Regions from separate parts of the Capsicum annuum genome. Here region 2 is linked to region 1. A link is a contact called in public Hi-C data. All regions are on one chromosome and are shown on one strand. The core of a region is the stretch at or near the end of the contact, and the rest is flanking DNA. Distances in the headings are between cores, read along the strand shown. Region 1 has its middle 6.7 kb from the start of LOC124896435. Region 2 holds the start of LOC107858796 (putative rRNA methyltransferase YlbH).

The links. A called contact is a pair of places that touch in the nucleus more often than the background predicts.
Region 2: a contact with region 1 is called in a Hi-C map of leaf, with 2.0 times the contacts expected there. The contact joins the promoter of LOC107858796 here to the enhancer-like site in region 1. A contact is called at or near these places in 2 of 5 Hi-C or Micro-C datasets (leaf and placenta).

Annotation. Positions count from the first base shown.
Region 1 is chr2:98,460,729-98,464,809 of UCD10Xv1.1, forward strand. No RefSeq gene overlaps it. Among protein-coding and RNA genes, the nearest start is that of LOC124896435, 6.7 kb to the right of the region's middle. Within about 2 kb of position 2,288, at least 4 of the 5 cell types and tissues checked have an H3K27ac peak or open chromatin away from gene starts, as enhancers often do. A contact at or near this core is called in leaf, where this site is marked.
Region 2 is chr2:98,645,722-98,649,785 of UCD10Xv1.1, forward strand. LOC107858796 (putative rRNA methyltransferase YlbH) reads left to right here and starts at 2,125. Exons shown (of 10, transcript XM_016703582.2): 1 at 2,125-2,417; 2 at 2,518-2,612; 3 at 2,871-2,966; 4 at 3,533-3,637; 5 at 3,733-3,837; 6 at 4,022-4,064. The coding sequence starts at 2,255.

The DNA of each region.
Region 1 (4,081 bases), core at 1,038-3,537:
GTTGGATAGGGTGACTTCCCAAGCATCACAGTTCTGAAAGTCCTATATTAAGGACCCAAACCTCTTGCGAAGTTGATAACCTTGCTATCTTCATCACAAGGTTTGTGAATGGCTGCAATGCCATCATATATTCCTTTAAACTCTTTTAGATAATAATCAAGTTTCTTAGATCCCAACTTGATGTTCTGGAGTTGTTGTTTGAGTTGAAATTCTTTATCCTTTTTTGCTTGAAGATATGCCTCTTCCAAGAATTCCCACGTTTCCTTGGTTGTAGTAAAACCAACAATGAGATACATGCTCTCCTCAGTCATAGTTTCGGAGATCCATGTCCTTAATAACACCTCTTTCATCTCAGTCACTGCCTCACTTGTCTTTTCCTCAATAGTATTTTTCTTTCCATCCACGGCAGATGAGTTACCTTTGTCTGGTTTCTTCTCCTTAATCAAGTTTATGACCTTTATAACCTGTATGAGTTGCATAATATGAGTTTTCTAAATCAAGTAGTTTGTGGGCTTAAGCTTGATTGGATATGCAACAATAAAATGATGCAGTGAGGATGCTAACAGTAATAAAGGTGTTGTGTTTGGGACTATTGTTAGAGAGTGTGGGAGGGTAATTACGCATCTTTAGCTTTTGTCTTTAAAGCTCTGATTCCATGAAGAAAATACAGTACAGAAAGGAGATAGAGAAGCTGAAAAAATAGTTGTGCATTTTGTATCTTTCAATCATCAGAACAATGCCCTTTAAATAGGCAATGTAGGTATACAAAATTAATTATCTTGTGATCATTAGTGTCCTATCTAACTACTACAACATACACAATATGAGGTATATTCATACTCAATCACATAGTTCTAATACTACTGCTTTACACAATCCTAACACATAACACATTCAACCAAGACTGTCCTATGCTAACTAGTCAACAAACGCTTAGTCTCTAACAGTAAGGACTTGAAGAACTGGAATTCAAACGTTAAACTAAGAATTAGTGTTAAGAATCAGAGAGATGAAAGGAGGAATTAAGAGATGAATATATGGGACTAAACCTGAGCAAATAAAGGTTTTTGAGGGCTGAAATATGTTTGAGAGAGTGTGAGAAGCGTTGAAAATGTATTGGCAGCCTTGGCACACTTTGGGTGCAAGTATCACGCAGAAAGGGACTGTCTTGGCTTGCTTTAGCAGGTCCGGCGCACCCTTGGCGCAGGCTGGATGCACCTTGGTGTTAGCTCACTAGTTTGAGTTGCGCCAGGAATGCTGCAGCAAGTCAGCCGCACATCCAGCTCATGTGAAGTGCATCTCACCTGCCTAGGCAACTAGCAATAGACCGTTTGTACCTCAAATGATCCCCCTTTTTGTCCTTTGAAATATTCTTTAGGATCTTCAAAAAGTGCTTTGTGTTATAACACTTTTTCACAACTTTTTTTTCTCTTTTGAGGATCAAACACCAACTTTTGAAGAAAATTCAAGATGAAGATTTGAATCTTCCTCAAGAACTCAAAAATCTCTAACTCTTCAACCCTTATTCGGAATGCAATGAAATTTTGAACCTAAGCTCTTTTCCACCTTCTAATCACATTTCAAACATCATTATACTCAAATTCTCAACCAAAAATTCTAGATGTCACAACCCACTTTCAATTTCTTCAAATTCAATCTTTCAATAATGGTACAATTTTCTTTCAATTTCTTTAAATTCAACTTTCAACAATGGTACAATTTTCAATATAGCTCTGATGAAGCTTAAATTCGATAGTTAGACACTATTAGTGTTAAGGAACAAGAATTTAACATTAAAAATACAAGAAAATAACAATATCAAATACTTAAAATTTGATCTAAGGCCAAAAACGTAAATAGTATAATTTTTTTGTGAATTTTTATTTTTTCAACACAACTAGAACCAAGATTGACTTCGTGGATATGAAATCAAGCTTGACTGTGATACCAAATGATACGGGAGTAAACTACGAAGATGGAAAACACACAAGAACAAAGGAAACACTAAAACAAAATAAAAAATGAAAACAAATAAATAGATTGACACAAAATGATAAAAAGGATAACTAAAGGATATATTAAACCCAACGACCTTCCTATCAATTACCAAAAAGCATCAACCTCATCAAATACCGAAAGTGATATAGATCACTTAAAACTAACATTTCTCCTAATCAATAAAACTCCCAACAAGTTTCAATAAAACGCTCTCAAGTATATACATCCATTTGAATTCATTTCTTAAGTCCAAAACTCAACATAAAACAACCTTCTTTCTTTCAATCTTCTCATGAAGATCGCAAAGATCACAATATTCCTCTTTCATCTCTAGATCTTAGCCATGAGACACTTTCACTTGTATCAGTGGAGCATAGAGATTCTCATTTTACTAACAATTATGGACTAGTTCAAGACATTCTTCTTTTGACTTCGATTTATTTCGTCAATTTTATCCACAAACTAAAGGATTTATTTGATAATATGGTGGAATAACTCAAAGTCTAGCTATTTCATCTTTTCTATTAAATATATAATCTTCTTCATTTTAATGAAAAATTATTTTGAAAGTAAGGGTGACAAAAAAAATTCAAAACTAAAAAAGAGTAACACAAGTCTTAAATATTGAGTAGAGGTGATAATTTTAAGATTAGTGTTAATGACACTAATTTTAAAACGCTCAAGTTTTATTATTTACACAAAAGATCCCTACACTACCACCACCACTCCTCCGCCACACCTTTTTTGTCGTTGTTGCCATCGCCGCCTCCTTTTCCTCTACTATCACCATTACTACCATTGCCACCTTTTCCATATCCACCTTCATTTTCTCCCTTTACACAACAATCACCTATTTTCTTTTTTCTCCTTCACCACCATCACAATCAACACCATAATAAATATCATCTTCTCCTTCAACGTCACCATCAACATCACCACCTCCCTTTTTATCATATTATCATTTTTTTTGGACTCCTCCTCCAACCACATTTTTTTCAGAAAGTAAGTAAATATTGAAGTTGTTGTAGTAACAGTCGAAATTGTTGCAGCAATTTTGATAGTTGCTACAACAACTACCATAATTATTGTAACACAACAATTAATAGTAGTTGCTACAACAATTATTGGAATTGTTTCACAAATTAATAGTAATTGCTTCAGCAATTACCGTAACTGCTGCAACAATTACCGTAACTGTTATAGCAACTATGGTATTTGCTGAAACAACTCTTGTAATTGCTAAATTTTCTGAATTATTTCTTCATTCATTTTTAAAATAAATTAAAAATTTTCTTTTCGAAGTTCTCAATATTTAAAAAAAAATAGTCCAAGATTTTAAAAAAAATGCAAAGAGAAAGGAAGAAAAGAAAAAAAGATGGAGGGAGAGGAAAATCTAGAGAGAGAAAAGGAAAAAAATAAGAAGAAAAAGATGGGGAGATAGAAATTTGGAGAGAGAAAGAAGGATTGAAAAGACAAAAAAAAATGAAAGAAATTCTAAAATGTGAAATTTAAAAATTTACACTTTACACCCCAATTATGTCACTATTTTTAATTTAAAGACTTTTTTGTCACCTCTCACTTAATTTTCTCAAGTAACTAATATCTAGGGGTGAACGTTTGGTATTCGATTCAGTATTTTTAAAGTTCGAATTCGATAATTTGGTAATCGATATTTGAAAGAAGATACCACATACTATACTTATAAATATCGGTTCGATAATTCGATAATCAGCAAATTAAACTTCAGTTCGGTACGACTTTTTGGTAATACCATATTAAAGTTGAAAATATGCAAATATACGTTTAAACTTCAGAGAGTATACTTAATAAAAATCCTATTTAATATTTCTTTTATTGCTTTTTACGAATATATTAGTAAGGTCCAAGAGATTCTTTGAGATGAATAATATTATTGAGTTGGTTAGACATATCGAATTATATGATATTCGATAAATATCAAATACTAAACGGTACTAATATCTTGTACCAAATTCAATTTCGAATACCGAAATATTGAAAGTTTTACTCTCAAATGACATACCAAATATTGAATTATCGAATATCAATTATCAAATTTTTCTGT
Region 2 (4,064 bases), core at 875-3,374, 180 kb after region 1:
ATCTTAAATTTACTCAGTCCATATAATGGACTTTCTTATTTATGAGACTTTCAATACAGAGACACCAAATGAGAAAGTTGCCAATTCTTGAATTATGTATCGTCCCTCAATCCCTTCTCATTATTATTTTCATCAGTCGTACCTTTTCATGTAGATGCTTTTCAATTTGTATATTTTTAAATCTATTCAAGGATATTTAACTTAGTATAAAAAAAACTTACCATCTTTTACTAAATTTGTTGGTACAAGTTTTAACAAGATTTATCAAAAACATGAAATTTCTTATCTACAAAAATAATTTCAATACTTAAATATGCCTATTAGCTTAAACTTTCCTTGAGGTATCAACTATTGAGAAAAATATTAGACAATTCCCTTTTATGTTACATAAATTTTACAAATAAAAGGATTCGAAATTAATTTGACTATTTGTAAAGAAATATCTGTTATGACTCAAAATTTAGATATAAATGTACTTTTTTTTATCTTAAAAAGTTATAATTTGAGTAGCAATTCAGATTCATGATTAAATAAGAGAGGGAAAAAAAAAATTACAAAATGACATTTTATATTTCTCTCATTGAAGTGAAATCTCGAAGCAACAATAAAGTTTTCTTCGTGTGATTAAAATGCCATCGGAAATTCAAGATTTAAAAATAGCATATGAAATAAGATTGTGCAATAAACACTTGTGATCGAATAGTCACAAATTCAATATTTGAAAATAACCTCTGGAATAAAACTGTATAGTAGATGGATTGTCATAAATTGAAGACTTGGAAATAACCGCACCATAAATTGAAGACTTGGAAATAAACGCACTGTTTTTCTGTAGATATAATACATAAATATGACCTATACTTCACATCAAATTATAACTTTGACCTTAAACTTTGATAGTGCACAAATAGCACCTTTCACTCGTGCCTACGTGGAAAGGTAATTCAATCACACGGTGTCACGTCGTTAAAAGGGCCGACTTGGAGGTATAACTTTGACCTTAAACTTTGATAGTGCACAAATAGCACCTTTCACTCGTGCCTACGTGGAAAGGTAATTCAATCACACGGTGCCACGTCGTTAAAAGGGCCGACTTGGAGGGAGGTCATATTTGTGTAATTTTGAATAGTTAAAGGTCATATTTGTGCACTATCAAAGTTTTGCTTTTTGTGTTAAAACGACGTCGTTTTTATTATTATTAAACCAATTATTATTATTATTATTATTATTATTATTATTATTATTTATTTTTTTATTTATTTCTATAGCAGCAGCACCTAACAGGGATCGAACCCGCGCAATAGGCTGAAGGAAGCGCCCAAGAAGAGCAAATAACACCACTGGGCTATCTAAGTGTCTTGTTTCATATGATTCAACATTAATATACATACATAAATATAAATTTTTTTATCTTATATATACAATATAATTTTTTTATCGAGGGAGTTCGGGTGAACACCATGGCAACCACGTAGGTCCGTCCTGCATTAATTTAATAAGTAGCATTTTAATAACGTTAATTTGATAACATTAATTAAATATACTACTACTACTATCCTTAATAATGTTAATTTAATAACGTTTTATTAAAATTTATTTATTATTAGTATAATTTCATCTTTAATTTAATATTTAAATAAATTATATTTAGATATATTATATAATATAAATTCGCCCTTTGCTTTATAATAAATATATATACCTGCACGATTTTTTCATATAAGTTGACCTACCTAATTAATAAATCTTCAATATTGCTTTTTTTCCGCAATGACAAGAAATTAGATATCATTTTCATTTTTAAGCCGAAAATAATGAAAAAATAATAGTGAAAAGTCATTTAAAGGTTATATTTGTGCAGTTTTGATAGCTAAAGGTCGTATTTGTACACTATCAAAGTTTAAGGTCAAAGTTATAATTTGATGTTAAATTTAGGATCATATTTATGTATTATATCCTTAGATTTTAAGTTGGACGCGCTCAATTTTGCGTGTTGAATACACGTTTTACCACGTAGGATCGAAGATCATATTTATGTAATTTTAAATAGTTAAAAATTATATTTGTGTATTGTCAAAGTTTAAGAGCAAAGTTATAATTTAATATCGATCATATTTATGTAATATTGCATTTTTATATTTCTCAAGGTGAAAAACCTGGAAAGAGTGTCCTCAATAAAAGGATGAAGGCTTAAATTCCCTTCAACCAAATTGTGCTTACTGACATAGTTGACACTGCAATTGAAGCTACAGAAATGGCGGTTTCATCATCACATACTCTATTTTCACTTCTGTCCCCTCTTCGCCCTCGCTCAATTGTCCCGGACACCAGTTTGCTTAGCTCTAATCCTTCTCTCGTCGGTTATCCTTTCACAGCCACCAATCGTCGCCGTCCATTCATTATCACCCACTCTTCCAGTAAGTTTTTTTTTTCTCCATCTTCTTTGCAAAATTCAATGTTTTTTCTACTTGTTAATCTAACAGAAACATACTCGTTCCTTTACCTGATAATTGTCAGAATTAAGAAATGAAGTATCGGTCGATAAGAAAAGACAGTTACTTGAACAATACGGCCTTAATCCCGATGAGTTCTTATCTGAACCATCTCCAAAGGTATGCCCTCCCTCCCTTCACTTTTACTTGCCACTGAGAGACAAATTACATCAACTTTGAACAGAATCTATTTTTTTCTGTCATATCAATATGAGAAAATTGTAACTTATAATATTTTTTTTTATAGAGTTTTCAAGTATCTAAATTTTGATTTTAAACTATTGAATTAATCTAATTCGATTTAGCTCTGAAAATTAACTAGATCGAAATTGAGTTTACTAATTGATATTAACAGTAGTGTTTTCATTGGAATTACAGACAAAGAAGAGAAAAGAACAATCAAAGACCGGAAGGGGAAAACAGGTCCTAGAAGAAGAACCTAAGCCTCCGCGCGAGACACATAAATTGCTTCAGGTTTGCATTTCAAAAACATTTTAGCTGAATGCGTGGCTGCTAATGGAGAATTCCCCCTTTTTTCTTACCTGGTCAATGCGCAATTTTTGAGTTAGAGAAGACTGATCTTTTAGTGCAATGTATGAAATATTGTAGTACTGGATGCAACAGTAGGATGGTTGAAATATTTACTTGAATGCTTTCTTGTTTGTTGCTTCATAAATGATTACATTTAAAGAAAAGCTGCATTAAGAGCTAATGCTTGACGTGTAACCTAATGAATTTAGAAGTGCAAGTTCATTTTGTGGAAAAATCTTTGAATTCTGCGGTCTGCTTTGGTGCATTTGTTGATAATTGAAAGCATGTCTAAGATTCCACTGCACACTGATAGTCCAAATATTGTATGGGCTTAATCCCATAAAATTTTGCATGTCTACACTTACCAAACTAGGTAAGCTAGTTATATAGCTTGCTTAGCAAAAATTTGTAATTCATTTTCCTAGTGTAGGCATCGTGTGAGGATGCGATTTTTGTCAGACAAGCAAGTAGTTGTGATATCTTTGTTATTAAAAGGAGTTTTTGTTCAGGTTGTTGGGGGGACGGCTCGAAGGAAGAAATTGCTCTCACCAAAGAGCATGGATGTGCGTCCCATGATGGAAGTTGTAAAAGCTGCTGCATTTGGTATTTTGCAAGTGAGATTAGCCGTTAAGAGCAGTTTTTCTTTCATGTAACGCTAGATACACCATTTTGTAATGTCGTTAAATAAAAATTGTTCTCTGCTGTCTAGGCAGCCGGAGGTTGCCCTGCATCTTTGAGGCCTGGCCGTTGGTTGGACCTGTATAGCGGGACAGGATCAGTTGGTATAGAAGCCATCAGCCGAGGGTGTTCTGAGGTCAGCATTAAATTTGTAACAACTCTTTCTGTAACATATGCTAGATTTTATTTACTCATTAATAGTGATACTTTTATTGGCTTTTTGTGATTGAAGTTAGCTGTTGATTTGTGGAGCTTTATATTTTATTCAGTTTTTCGGTATCATTTTTTCTCTCATAGCATTTATGTTTGCAAACCCCTAGGTACATTTTGTTGAGATGGATCCCTGGGTTGTTTCAGATGTTC